Linked DNA regions of Mus musculus: all the other regions are linked to region 2. A link is a contact called in public Hi-C and promoter capture Hi-C data. All regions are on one chromosome and are shown on one strand. Each heading gives the region's core, a stretch centred on a gene start, on an enhancer-like site or on the middle of the called end of the contact. The rest is flanking DNA. Distances are from core to core; before and after follow the strand shown.

Region 1 (3,356 bases), core at 769-3,268, 240 kb after region 2:
TTTTTCCCCTTTCTCTTTCAGCCACCACCTTTCCCCCTCTCTCTTCCTCTTCCCCCCTTCTCTTGATAGCATTGTGTCTTTCTTGGCCCACTAGTCAGATCCTATAGCCTAAATTAGGCTACAGCTCTATGCCCCTCCCCACCCCCCACGCGTCCTGGGACAGAGAGTTAAAAAACAGTTTGTATTGTGACGTGACAGGCTTCACAATTTGATCCCCATCTCCTCTGAGGGCTCTGTTACATAGGCCATACAGAACGGAAACCTTCTGCTACTCCCCTAAGGTTATAAAAAGCCAAAATTCTCCTTTGTTTGGGGAAACGGGACTGGAGACTCCTGGGGTGGGGGTTGCTCTGGAGGTGCCCTGAAAGCTGTCCTGTTATCTCTCATCAGCACAATCACCTTTGTCCCTGTCCCTGTTTCTCTTTAAATAAACCCCCGCTTCAGGTTTAAATGGAAACATCCTCTTTCTCTTAAACATAAGCTCCATCATGTTAAAATGCCTTATATTATTTTTTTTCCTGTGTGATTTTTCTTCTGCCCATTTAGAGGCCCAACCATGACCTTGAGCCCTTTTCATTGCTAATGAAACTCACTGAGGGTAATTGTGGGTCACCTTCCTTTCAGCACCAAGGGCTGCTACGGTTCTTTTATCATTAGTGCAGTGCAGTGCTAGCAATTAGAACTCGTATACAATTTAACAGCAGAGTTTTCCTGAAGAATCGCTTTGTGCTGGGCACTCTTCTCCAGGCTTTAGAAGCGGTTTGTCTTTGTGTGAAGGTCGCGCTCTCTCTCTCTATCAGAACTACGGAGATGGCAGCGAGATGGCTCAGCAGGTACAGCTCTCCTCCCTAAGCCTGAGTTCAGTAGATAGACCCACACTGTGCTGGCTCCCGAGTCACACAGACAAACTGTGGAGGTCTGAATGAGAATGTCCCACACAGGCACAGACGTCTGAGTGCTTGGTCTCCTGCTGAGGAAGCTTAGGAGGTGTAGCCTTGATGAAAGAAGTACGGGGTGGGGTCGGGAGTTGGGGGTGTAAGGATGGACTCTGAGATTTCAAAGCCTTGGCCATTCCCACTGAGCCCTCAGCTTCAGCTGCCAGCTGCCAGGCCTCTGCTTTGTCGTCATGAACTCTAACCCTTGAACCTTAAGTGCAAACAAACTTTTTCTTCTATAAATTGCCGCAGTCATGGCAACAAAAAACTCACACATGCACGTGCGCACGCGCGCACGCGCACACGCGCACAATGACTGAAAAGCAAAAGAGCCCGGACTGCAAAATCAGTAAAATGAATGAATGAGCAAAATCTCATTTTCCTTAGGAGGAAGTGAGGCTTGGAAATCCTGTCCGTGATTTTTTTTTTTCCTGGCTAGAAAGCTGATCAGTGATGAAGCAGCGCTCAAACCCAGAGCCGCCCGCTGACCCCATTTCTCTACCACAAGACAGGAACTGTCTTCAAGTCCATTTCCCCTCAATTCATACTTCCTCGCGCTTTTAAATGTTATTTTTTTTATCATGTTCTTTAATTATGTGCCTGTGGGCATAATTCCACACGTGTGCAGGGATCATTGCAAGTCAAAAGTGCCAGAGTCCCCTGGAGCTAGAGTTACAGGCAGCTGTGAGCACCTAACATCAAAGGTGGGAACCCAATGCTGGTCCTCGCAACAATAGCAAGTGCTCTAACCTGCTGAGACCTCGACAGTCCCCTCCTCCCCCGTTTAAAAGGAAAGGTATCACTTTCCATGTGAATCCCCCTCCACCTGTGGCTGAGGGTTTCCCTCTACTCTGCTGAGTCACCTGTAGGGGGGGGGGCATCTTCCCCCCCTGAAGCCACAGAGAGGCAGGACCACTTTTGGTGATGATGATAGTTAAAGTGGGGAAATTAAGATCAGAACAGATGTTTTAAGTGGAAGGGTCCTGTGTTCCCATGCACTGGGAAGCAGATGAGAGGTGGAGGAGGGCCAGGCAAGGTCAAATGTAATGTTTTCTCAATAATATTAAAATAATAAAAATAAAACATGGCTCACCTGCCAAGCTAAAAGACAAAACGATGTCCAAAGGCTGAAGACCATTGGGACCAGTGGGAACCAATGGGAACTCTGCTGGTTATGAGACTGAGGTCGCAAGAGATGAAAGCTAGATTGTGTTCAAGACTTTACCTGCTGGGCCTGGTAGACTGCGGAGTTAGCATGTTGGAGGCCCAGAGCCAAGTTATCTTGGGTTGTCTTAGCTCCCTTTATAGGCATCCATTGTCCACTTCTGTGTCCTAATATTCTTTACAGACCACAAGCTTCTGACAGCACAAAGGCTGTCATGAGAAAGTGCACGAGGCCTGTGGTGGAGGCTACCTCACTTGCTATGGCCCAGTGTTTTAGGGTTCCGTTGCTGTAAAGGAACGTCATGACCCAGGCAGCTCTAGTAAAGGCAAACATTTAATTGTAGCTGGCTCACAGGTTCAGAGGTTCAGTCCAGTTTCATCATGGCAGCGTCCAGGCGGACATGGTGCTGAAGATAAGAGTTCAACACCTAGATCTGAGGACAGCCGAGAAAAGACTCACTCGTCCTCACCTGTTTCAACAAGGCCATACCTCCTCATAATGACGTTTCCCATGGCAAGGCGTACTCAAACCACCACACCCAACTACCTGATATTCATGTCTATATTATTAAAAGGCCATGATTTGGTTTGTAACTGTAAACACGTCATGAAACTGTTATTATATTGGGACAGGGTGATAGGAGCAGACTGATTCTATGTTCCTGGGCCATGGTCATTTGGCTCCACAATAAACTATGTCACTTTCTTTGTAGTGAGAGCCATAAAGCCTTATTTTGACAATGGCTTTATTGACCATTGGTGGTTTGCTTCTTATGAGCGAGGAGAGGGTAGTTCCTGTCACTGCTGAGCAGAGCCCTGCACAAGCCAACCTGAAACAAAGCCCTGGAGCTAGCACACGAGGACCTCACAGAGCACCAACTGCTCACTTCCTGTGCCTCTGAGGGTGGCTTTTTGAACACAGGGAACACAAGAATCTTACTTTTAAAAATTAATATTCAAGTTGTTAAAGTAACAGAATTTTTAAAAAGCTAGTCATTAAACTTTTAAGTTCAGTTTAAAGACTATAATAGCATATGCAATCCTCTAGCAAATTGTTAATATTTCTGTGAAATGACCTTTGATTGCTGAAATGGCCTTTGATTATATTTTATATTATTTGCAGGACTTGTAAATTAAACCCATTTAAATATTTCAAATGCATTCAAGCTTTTAATGGATTCTATCTCAAGAGATAATATTCTCTAATAAGTAATACCAAAGATCTTAAGTCTTGTAAATCTAATAAAAATTAAACTC
Region 2 (3,317 bases), core at 429-2,928:
TTAAAGGTATTGATTTAACGGGTTCTTCCCCGGGGTTCTGTAACTAAAGGCAAACTGTGCAGCAAAGATGTTGTGGTCGAGAGAGGGGCCGAGGCTCCCCCTGCCCTGCGACCTGGAAGGGGGCACGCAAGTTCCCCAGCCAGCGCGGCGGACCACTCCGGCGCTCCTCTCCCCCTCCTCCAGGGCAAGGGGGAGCCCACAGAGAAGGGGAAAACAAGTTCCCCGGCCAGCCTCACCGCCCCACGCAGCCAGCCGTCCCCCCACCTACCACGAGAAAGGGGGAGCCCAGATCGAGCCAGGCGCAGAAAGGGGGGAAATCCCACCCTCCTGCCCGCCCCCGGCCGCGAACAGACTCCCGTGGGGTGGGCGAGCCAGCCGGGAAGCCCCAAGGAGGGGTGGGGACGGAGGGTGCCAGCCCCGAAACCAAACAAAGCGCGGCCTGAGCCGCAGCCCGGGCGGATCGCGCAGCCGCGGCTTTTCCTGCCGGCCAGGCCCGGCCGGGCCGGGCCCAGGCGAACACTGCGGCACGGTGGGACCCGCCTCCGCTCGGCCTCCGTCTCCCACCCCGGGCGCGCCGCCGCCGCCGCCGCCGCCCCCGCCCGGCCTCCCGCCCGCCCAGCCAGGCCCCGAGCGCGGCCTTACCCCTCTCGCCGGCGTTGTTCCGATCCTGAGGCGGCGGCGGAGGCGGCGGGGGCGGCGGCGGGGGCTGCTGCTGCGGCGGCGGCGGGGGCTGCTGCTGCGGCGGCTGCTGGGGCGGCTGCGGCGGCGGCTGTTGCTGAGGCGGCTGCGGCGGCGGCTGCTGCGGGGGCTGCTGCTGCTGCTGTTGCACCGGGCGCGGCCGCGACACTCGCCTGGGTCTCCGGTTGGCGGCTCGGACGGAGTTCATTTGCCGGGCTGAGGTGGCGGCGTTGGCGGAGGGACACACACACTCACGCGCACACGCACCGCGAGCTCCGGGGCCGGGGAGGAAGGGGGTGGGGAGCGGGAAGGAGCGGGGCGGCCGGGGACGCGGGGACCGGGGGGCCACCGGGCGTGAGCTTCCCCCGGCTCCGCGGGGAGGCTGGGGGCACCACCGGAGCTTGAGCGAGGCCCGCCGGCCGGGCCTGGCGCACGGGCAAGGCCGAGGCCGCCGGGCGGGGCGGCCGCGAGGGACGCAGACAGAGAGACGGGCCGGGCAAGAGAAAGAAAGAAAGGGCGTCCGTCCGCCTGGGGAGCCCGAGGCGAAGCGCGGCGGCGGCCGAGCAGACGAGCCGGGCCCGCCGACTCCCGAGCGGCGTCTCCGGCAGCGGCGGCGGCGGGGGGAGTGGGCGGACGGGCGATCTCGGAGAGGGCGAGCCGAGCGGGGCGGGAGCGCGCGGGGGGCGCCCGGCTCCTCCGTTCCTCGTCCTCCCCCCACACCCCCTGAAAGAGCGCCCTGCGAGGAATTTTCTCTTTCTTCGGCCTCTTCTCTCTCCTCCGCCCCCCCCACCCCCACCCTCGGCGAAGGGGAAATGAGTGTAAAAGGGAGGAGATAGGGGCAAAAGAGGCGTCGTCGTTCCTCCTCCTTAAAGGAACCTTCCCTCCTCAGCCCCAGCGCCGCCGCCGCCGCTGCCGCTGCTGCTGCTGCCGCTGCTGCTGCTGCTGCTGCTCCGTGGCAGGAGGAGCCATTGACACCGCCGGAGCCTCTCCGCTCAAGCCCTGTCGGTCCCTCCCCGCCGCGGGGCTGGCCGGGGGGCGCGGGGGGAGGGCCGCGAGCCGGCGGGGGAGGGGCGGGGGCGGGGACAGAGGGGGCGTGGATTCCGGCGGGGCCTGACCAATGGGAAGCGCCCGTACGGTGTCGGAGCCAATGGAGCCTCCTCTCTTATCGCGGAGCCCCCTTCCTCCAACACCCTGTTTCCTCTCTCGGGTTTCCTCCTTCCCCGACGGAGGAGGAGGAGGAGGAAAGAGGAAAGGGGGGAGTGTGGCAGGGCGGGTGATAATGGGGAGGTATCAGGGCATATAATGGAGCCGGGGGTGGGCGAAGGAGCGGCAGTACGTAGCGAAGGTTCTAGGATAGGAGGTGCTCTGAAGGAAGGGCGGGGGCTGCTGATGCAATTGGGAGAAGTGATTAATCCTGCCTTTTGCCGGTTCAGCCTCCCTCCACCCCAACCTTCACCTGGTTCTCTTAAACGCCACAAGGAGTGAGGGACTCCGTCTTGGGTAACTCCGGATTTCTGGGCTCGGTAGGTTCAAGCTCTCAGCTGTAGGGAGCGCTCCAGGCTCTGTGCGTTTTTAGTCCAGCTGAAGGGATTTATTTGCAAACCTTAAGAAATCTTGTTTCGGCTCTGCTGAGAACTTAAGAGAGAGTCTGGAGTCGGTTCCAGCTTTTGTCGCCCAAACTTTCAGAATGTTTTAGATCTTTAACCAAGTTAGTTTGCTTTAGGCTTTTTTTTTGGGGGGGGGGGGGGGGCAAGTGGTCTACATGGTGTTCCGGAAGAAGTAAAATAAAACGGGTGGAGGTTGTGATGGATTATATTGGTTTTGTTTTAGGTCCCACGAAGTCAAGAAAGATAAACCCCCGAGAGGAATAATCTTTTGTATCTGTGTCTGGTCCCCTTAGCACAATCTCTCCCCAAGGAAAATGTGTTTCTATTCCCTGGCCGCCGTTATGAAGACTGAAAATGTACTCCGCTCACTATTCCTTATTGCATAGCTAGTGGTTTATCTCTGGATTCCCTCATTTCGGAGCTGTCAGTGATTTTCTACTTGAATTTCATTGATTGCTTTCTAGGCTTAAGATAGATAAAACATTACAAAGCTTCAGAAAGGGAGGGAGAAAAGTGAATTCTAAGGGACGCACAGGAGAGGTAAGTCTACGGTATTGTGCTATGTGTAAATTACAGATTTTTTTCTTTTTTTCTTTTTTTCTTTTTCTTTTTTTTTTTCTTTTTTCTTTCTTGGTTTTTTGAGACAGAATTTCTCTGTGTAGTCCTGGCTGTCCTGGAACTCATTCTGTAGATCAGGCTGGCCTCTAACTCAGAAATCCGCCTGCCTCTGCCTCCCACGTGCTGGGATTAAAGGCATTCGCCACCACTGTTGGCAAATCACCCTTCTAGATGTCAGACATCTCCTGCCATTTAAATAATAACCTATCATATGATGTACAATTGCTGGGTTTTTTTTTTTCTTTTTTGGTCATGTGATTTTCAAAGACTCACAATCTTTTCAAAACCTGTATGTGAAGACAGCTATTTGAAAAATATCTTGAGGGGCTAGAAAGATGGCTCATCCCTTAAGAGCACTGGCTGTCCTTCCAGAGGTCTCACTTCAGTCCCAGCAACCACATGGTAGCTCCAACT
Region 3 (3,098 bases), core at 355-2,854, 150 kb after region 2:
TTAACTGGGAAGGGAGGAGGAGCTCTGTTGGCCCATTAGCTGCTTGTCTTGACTTATCCTCTAAGGTGGGGTGAGGTTGAACAATGGGCAGCATTTCCTAAGTGTGGCTAAAGGTTAGATCATTTCTCCACAAGAAGGATTTGATTTTCGCCTGACTTCTGCCTAGATGCCAACCAATCTGAACCTGCCTCTTGGTTGTCTTTCCACATGACATTTTTCTTCCTCTCCATAGCCTTATTGTTGCAGATTTTAAGATGATGATCAAGGGCAAAGGGGTGGAGTTGACCAGTCAGTTTCTATTTGAATCAGAGAGGCAGCCTTTGGGTGTCACCCCTACCTACATACCCACCCTGAGTCTCCTCTGGTGAGCAAGCAAAAAAAGGATATGTATAATCTCTGTGTAATAAAGGATCCAATGGACTGAGTCATTTCCAATTCTGTGTGGGCTCCTCACAAAGGCAGTCCCAAGGGCACACTTTTACTTCAGGGTCATTTATTGGTATTGAAAAATAAACATAAACAAAACCACATTCAGTGTCTGGAAATAGTAGCCATTTTGTATTTCATTGTTTTGGGGTCACACACACTTCTGCTCCCAGTCAAAGATTCTTCTGTTCAACCAGGCGTTGGCTGGAACTGTGCAGTGGTACTCAGCTGCCGCTGCTCTGGCTCGGAGGGTCCACAGTGGATTTTCTAACCTTCCTGGGTCTTTAACTGGAATGCCTGGATGGCTGGCTTGGCTGGGTCCTCTTCTTCTCCATGTAGTGTCATGGCATCTCCATGTGATCTTCCTGGCAGAACAGCCACTCAGGGTTTAGGCCCAGAACCAGCATAACTTTCCTTCCATTGCACTCCGCTGGGTGGCTCAGAGTCAAGGGGAGGGGAACTGAAGCTCGTTTCTCTATTGGAGGAGTGTCCAAGAATTTGCAACCCTTCCCTCACAGAGAGGGCCACTAAGCACACACAACTCTGATGCCCTCTGCTGAGTGCCCGATGCCTGAAAGTGGGAGGGTAAGGGTCCACCTCTGTACATTCCAAGGGAATCATGTAAACAACTGGATGGATGCATTGATTCCAAGTCCAGACTATCTTGATGGAATGGTGCAGTGGTTCTGTGCCAATAGATATTAAACAAATATCTACAGAGCATTCTGCTTCTCATGGCAGCAGTTTATAATTTTTAGTGCAATCCCCCGTATTAGAATGTTGGATGATTTTCATTTTGATCCCAAACTTTGTTTCCTTTTTAGTGGCAGAGGCAGAAGACCTCAGTAATCTTAGTGCGAGACACTGTCCAGGAGGTCCCTGGCTCTTTCATTTTATATTTTTAAAAAAATATGAGACTGACCTAAGAACTAACATTACAGCATGGCAGACACCCTGTGCACTGTCTTTAATCCTCCCGATATCTGTGCAAACTCCATCTGCCAGACTGCCTTTGTAGACGATGGAATATCAGCTCAGAAAGGTTTCAGAGCCAGTTCAAGGTTACAGAAAACTTGGCATGTCTGTAATTTTGGATCAAGGCCTGCCTGGCTCTAAAACCTCTTTTCACGAGCACATGTGATCACTGGAAACCCAGAAACACCCCAGAGAACTGTCTGAGGAATCACAGAGCCAGTGAGTCTGCCCTGAGGAGCCAGGAAAAAGATCCACAGCTTAGCAGTGCACTCCCGGCGGCCTAGTCGGGTTGACATAAAATCAACCATCACAACGCGCTGTGCCCGCAGCATCCTCTCACAGGCTTCAGGGACCCATTTCTCCAGGTGTGACACCCCTTGCCGTTCTTACAGCTCCGATTGACTGCAAAGCCAACCAAATAAAAAGCCCATTTCATTTTAAGGTTCTCTGGAGGACCTGGGACAGATGCATTCTCTGGAAACAATGGCAACACAAAGTAACTGGACTGTCACTGTTGGGAATGGGACATTCATGCTAAGTTCCTGTCTAAGCTCTTTGAGAGTTTAAGATTGGTCTTCCAGCCTCCATATTCAAGAAGTGGCCCATAATGTCAGGGCGGGACTGTCACCAATGTGTAGCCCAAGAGCAGAGCTTCCCGGATTCTGGACAGACCAAAGCCAAGGAAGAGATTTCGAGAAATTAAGCAAGGCATCAATCATGAGGGGCCAGGGAATGCTTGGACCTCTGTGCACATCCTAACGTACCATCTTCTCAAGCTCAGAGTGGAAGAAGGGAACTGTGCGCCCAGGAAGGACATAGGTCCAGTGCTCCCCAAGTCTGAAAACTACACTACTTTCCCACTCAGCAAGGATTCAGGTGGGCACTTAAAGAGTTCGGTCTTTAGGAATCTTTTCTCTTTTGTTCATGTGGCCTCTCTATGAAGTCTTTCTGATTACACAAAGCCAGAGTGCCAGTGAGGCCGGAGAAAGCAAGAGTAGCCATGTTAGAAGAATTTAGTCCCCCGATCGGAATCATAGTCACTTTTGAGTGCTTCTTTACCACCTATCTACACCATACACCGAACCCATATTTTTCTATTTTTATTTGTCAAAGATAAAGCAGTTTCCTAGGGGGACCTGTTCCCCTGCTGACCATTTTATGGTGTTCTCAGTGCCAAAATTGCTCCTCAACCCTTCTCTTTTTCTGCATACTAACTTGAGGACAGCTTTTTAATATACCGCACTATTATTTGATATTATATCCAAAACAGCTGTTTCTAATTTTCTAATACACAAGAATGAATGGATGATTTTCAAAGACATTCTTACTAAAATTGACTCAGATTTTTTTTTAAATGCAATTTGTGGAAGAAATTGACAGGGCTACTTAGTCTCAGATCACTCAACAAGTTACTAATTTTAAACCTTTGAGGAAGAAGTGTTCTTTTTGTGATTTAACTTATCCAGTGCATAAAAAATACCCTTACTTATTGTATGAAGCCAACACAGCCATGATGTCCTAACTTCACAAAGATCACAAACATTACACACTGCACACAAACACTGTCCACTCCCACAGTTATACAACACATCACACACACCACACACACCACACTGTACATAGATACAGATATGCCTGCACACATACATGTTACACACAACACAATTTTGTGGGGTTCTTTGACAGCTACCATAAGA
Region 4 (3,511 bases), core at 517-3,016, 130 kb after region 2:
GAGAAGTCAGAGCAGAGTGAGCCTTTGAAACTGTGATGGAATTTGAACATCACTTTGCCACTAACTGAAGACTTGGGGGGCAAATACTTCTAATTGTTCTGTGACTTGACTTTTGAATATTTAAGTGAGCACTCATTCATTTTGATTCTCATCTTACCTTCTCTCCTCTTCTGCTTTTTAAAATTACTCCATTAATTTTTCCCCCTCTGTATGGATTTTTCCTGCACACGTGTCTGTGTATTACTTGCATGCCCTCCAAGGCCTCTAGACTTGTTGTGAGCCGCCATGTTAGCACTGGGAATTGAAGCCTGGTTTTCTGGTAGGGTGCCTAGTGCTCCTGACTGAGGAGACACCCCTCATTTTGTTGATGTTTTTAAAGACAGGGTCTTGCGGTGTAGCCCCATCTGGACAAAAACTCATCATCTTTCTGTTTCTGCCCCCCAAGGGCTGGGATCATGTGCGCACCACCACTTGATACGTTGACTTCCAATATTTATTTCTAAGTTACTCAGATATGTGTTCTAATTTTTGATCCCTATTCCCTCACATCCACATGCTCACTCCTCATAAAGAGGCAGCTGTGAGAATCTGGGGTCCTTGGAATAGCAGTTCAGTGACATTTCACCTGCCAAACACCCGGTGAGTGGATTTGGGAGATCTGTCCTCCCCAGCCAAGTCTGGAGAAAACTATAGCCCCAGGCGACGACTTGGCTGTTATCTTCTGAGAGGCCTTGTGCCAGACACCAATGAAGCTGTTTCTAGGTTTTTGACCAACAGAAATTACAAGATAATACATGTTTAACTTGTTTTTACATTCGGAGGGATTTGATATTAAGAAGTAGAGACGTTCTAGCTGGCTCAGACTCCTCTCACAGTGGGCTCAGGTTACCCCTAAACCTGTTCTGTTGGTTACTTTCCTCGGCATAGAACGCATGCTTGGGATAGATATACTTAGCAACGAGACATACCCAAAACAGTTCCCCGAGTTGAGGAAGAAGGGCTATTGTGATAAGAGACAATGGCCCTTGTGGAGGCCTCTTGGGAAACAGCGCTCTGAAAGCAGTTCTGCATCCTTGGAGGACTTACCTGACTGGCGCTTGCAAAGCACACAGAGGCCATGACTCCACACGAGTGACAGTGGACTGTCTTAAACTGACCCAGGCAGTAACTCCAGTTGTAGTTGTTTCTAGATGTGGCATGGTCAGATATCTGGTGGCACGTGCTTTTTCTTTTTACCTGTTCCTGAAGCTCTCAGAAGTTGACCTTGCCTAATCTGTCTTCACCAGGCCGTCTCAGGAGTGAACAACCTGTCCAGGCCAGCAGGAATCAACTCCACAGTGTCCTGACTGCCTTTCCCTTCCATGGGACATGGCACTGGTCTATTACATTAATGACATGTTTAATGGGCACAGTAAACAGAAAGTTCTAGGCACACTTCATGTGTGGAGAGTAGGAGATATACTCCATGGAAACTCGAGGACTGCTGCTTTGGTGAAAGTCATAAGGGTCCAGTTATCTGAGGTATGAAGATATTAGTTTTCTCTGGTGACAGTTAAGTTATTGGTTCAAGGTCTTCCCACCACTAAGAGGCACAAGGTCTCCTGGGTCTCTTGGGCTTTTGGTGGTAATGTATTTCACACTTGGACATTCATCTTTGACTAATTTGCTTAGTGGCTAGAAAATGCCTGTTTTGAGTAATGCTCAGAATGAGAGCAGTCCCTAGACTAGGTCAGGCTGCTGTGCAAACTGTTCCACTCATTTGGGTCATGTGACTCATCGCTGGCCCATGTGACTCATCAGATAGAATGATTCTGGAGATGTAAGGATGCGCTAGGAGTCTTTGGCAAGTTGCCTTGGTGAATCATAGCTCAGATCCTTGGAAATGTTTAGTTAAGTGATACCACATGCTGGGAATAACACTTCTCCTTTGGAGAACAAGTTGTGGCCTGCTGCTAGGCCTTAGAGACTGAGCACTTGGTGGGGAACTACCAAGTTACCATGTGAAAGAGCTATTCCTCGCATGGGTATCGTTTGGCCTACCAAGTCTGAAAGTTGCCAGTGGCTTTGTGAAAAGGCATGAAAGCTTTGAGGGAGACTGGAGTGGGTTGAAGGTCAAGTTGTGTGAGGAAATAGGTCAGTTGTGAACATTCCCCACCTCATGCTATTGGTAGCCTGAGCCTATGACTGTGGAAGAGAATGCTCGAGGCCAGTTTATAATCGGTTCTCCTGATTTGTAGGTGTCACTTGAGAGAGAGACAGACCACAGCTGCACAACCACCTTGGAAAGGTGACAGACAGCAGTATAAAGAAAGCTTTTCATTGGACCGGACTTTGAGCAGAGCACGTGGTAGTTCTCTGCCTGAAATGCTAGTTGGCCAGGTGTTTTGAGCCATCAATTCACTGGCTACAGTTAATGGTTTGTTTACACAGTCAGAGGCTTGGTGGGTACACAACTGGAAAACTGGTGTGTGAGGAAGCAGCCTTTACACAGACCTCTCCACGTGAGCCCAGAGGCTGATGGCATTTGTGTCTCATCTGAAAGCCTGGAAAGGGAGGCTCAGACTGCAATGTCACAATGTCGATCAGGTGAAACGAATGTTTCTGTGATGGCAGCCATCCTTTCCCATCACTGCTGGTATTCCCAATGGGCTATTGAGCACATAGCCAGTGAGTCAAAGAAGCCCTGGGCTCAGCAACACACTAATGAATTCGCATTCACCAGCTACATGGCAGCAAGTTAATTATGTGGGCCTGCTCTGTCAGGAAAAGCATAGCACTCATAGAAACTAGATATGGAGTTGCTTTTTTTTTTTTTTTTTTTTTTTTTTTTTTTTGCTTGCAAGATCCCTGCCCTATCTGTTGTGACTTGTCAGATAATTTTTATTCCAAGCCATTGTATTTTATATATTATTGCATTTGACCACAGAATTTATTTCCCATAATTTAGTGGGGCACTGGGCTCATGTTCAAAGCTACTTAGTCAGAGCAGTGGAACAGCATGTGGAGGCTCAGCAATGGCCACCTGGGTGGTGCTGCTGAGAGGAGTCCTCAGGGTGTAACAAACGCTCTCAGCCCACATTCATTATTGCTGCTCCTTTCTAGCTGGATTGTCGAGCCAGAAATGAAGGGGAGAGCAATGGGAGCTGCTGATAGATATAGATACAGATATAGATACAGATACAGATACAGATACAGATACAGATACAGATAGATACAGATACAGATACAGATACAGATACAGATACAGATAGATACAGATACAGATACAGATACAGATACAGATACAGATACAGATACAGATAGATACAGATACAGATACAGATACAGATACAGATACAGATACAGATACAGATACAGATATAGATATTGAAGGGGCTAGAGAGATATCTCAGTGGTTAAGAGCACTGGTTGCTCTTGCAGAGAACCTGGCCTCAATTTTCATGTCCTACACAGCAGCTCACAATTCTGTGTAACTCTGGTTCTGGGAAATGCAGTGCTCTCTTCTGGCATC

Evidence for each region. Promoter capture Hi-C pulls out the DNA fragments that hold promoters and counts their contacts. Hi-C and Micro-C count contacts between places; a contact is called where the count stands out from the background.
Region 1: a promoter capture Hi-C map of 3T3-L1-derived adipocytes shows a contact between it and region 2, with 6 times the contacts expected there. The contact joins the promoter of 1700116H05Rik here to the promoter of Fbxo11 in region 2. A contact is called at or near these places in 10 of 39 promoter capture datasets (the 3T3-L1 cell line, 3T3-L1-derived adipocytes, the C10 cell line and 6 more), 7 of 484 Hi-C or Micro-C datasets (the Ba/F3 cell line, the C2C12 cell line, adipose-derived mesenchymal stem cells and 4 more), 5 of 115 datasets of contacts at active chromatin or transcription factors (astrocytes, embryonic forebrain, embryonic stem cells and 2 more) and 1 of 9 other capture datasets (adipose tissue).
Region 3: a Hi-C map of uterus shows a contact between it and region 2. The contact joins the enhancer-like site here to the promoter of Fbxo11 in region 2. A contact is called at or near these places in 5 of 39 promoter capture datasets (the C10 cell line, cranial neural crest, frontonasal cranial neural crest and 2 more), 5 of 484 Hi-C or Micro-C datasets (cerebellar granule neurons, muscle stem cells, nephron progenitors and 1 more), 6 of 115 datasets of contacts at active chromatin or transcription factors (CD8 T cells, bone marrow-derived macrophages, craniofacial prominence and 3 more) and 1 of 9 other capture datasets (adipose tissue).
Region 4: a promoter capture Hi-C map of 3T3-L1-derived adipocytes shows a contact between it and region 2, with 3 times the contacts expected there. The contact joins the enhancer-like site here to the promoter of Fbxo11 in region 2. A contact is called at or near these places in 5 of 39 promoter capture datasets (the 3T3-L1 cell line, 3T3-L1-derived adipocytes, the C10 cell line and 1 more), 3 of 484 Hi-C or Micro-C datasets (muscle stem cells, nephron progenitors and uterus), 2 of 115 datasets of contacts at active chromatin or transcription factors (bone marrow-derived macrophages and fibro-adipogenic progenitors) and 1 of 9 other capture datasets (adipose tissue).

What each region holds. Positions count from the first base shown.
Region 1 is chr17:88,305,554-88,308,909 of GRCm38.p6, forward strand. It overlaps 1700116H05Rik (a long non-coding RNA gene), which reads right to left and starts at 2,019. Exons shown (of 4, transcript XR_001782254.2): 1 at 1-2,019. The region is part of intron 3 of Gm31615 (a long non-coding RNA gene); the gene reads right to left.
Region 2 is chr17:88,064,367-88,067,683 of GRCm38.p6, forward strand. It overlaps Fbxo11 (F-box protein 11), which reads right to left and starts at 1,679. Exons shown (of 23, transcript NM_001081034.3): 1 at 643-1,679. The coding sequence starts at 886. Gm45950 (a long non-coding RNA gene) reads left to right here and starts at 1,759. Exons shown (of 2, transcript XR_385899.1): 1 at 1,759-2,201.
Region 3 is chr17:88,213,402-88,216,499 of GRCm38.p6, forward strand. No RefSeq gene overlaps it. Among named protein-coding and RNA genes, the nearest start is that of Gm31499, 53 kb to the left of the region's middle. Within about 2 kb of position 1,605, at least 9 of the 459 cell types and tissues checked have an H3K27ac peak or open chromatin away from gene starts, as enhancers often do. A contact at or near this core is called in muscle stem cells and uterus, where this site is marked.
Region 4 is chr17:88,193,700-88,197,210 of GRCm38.p6, forward strand. No RefSeq gene overlaps it. Among named protein-coding and RNA genes, the nearest start is that of Gm31499, 33 kb to the left of the region's middle. Within about 2 kb of position 1,767, at least 89 of the 459 cell types and tissues checked have an H3K27ac peak or open chromatin away from gene starts, as enhancers often do. A contact at or near this core is called in 3T3-L1-derived adipocytes, fibro-adipogenic progenitors, muscle stem cells and 1 more, where this site is marked.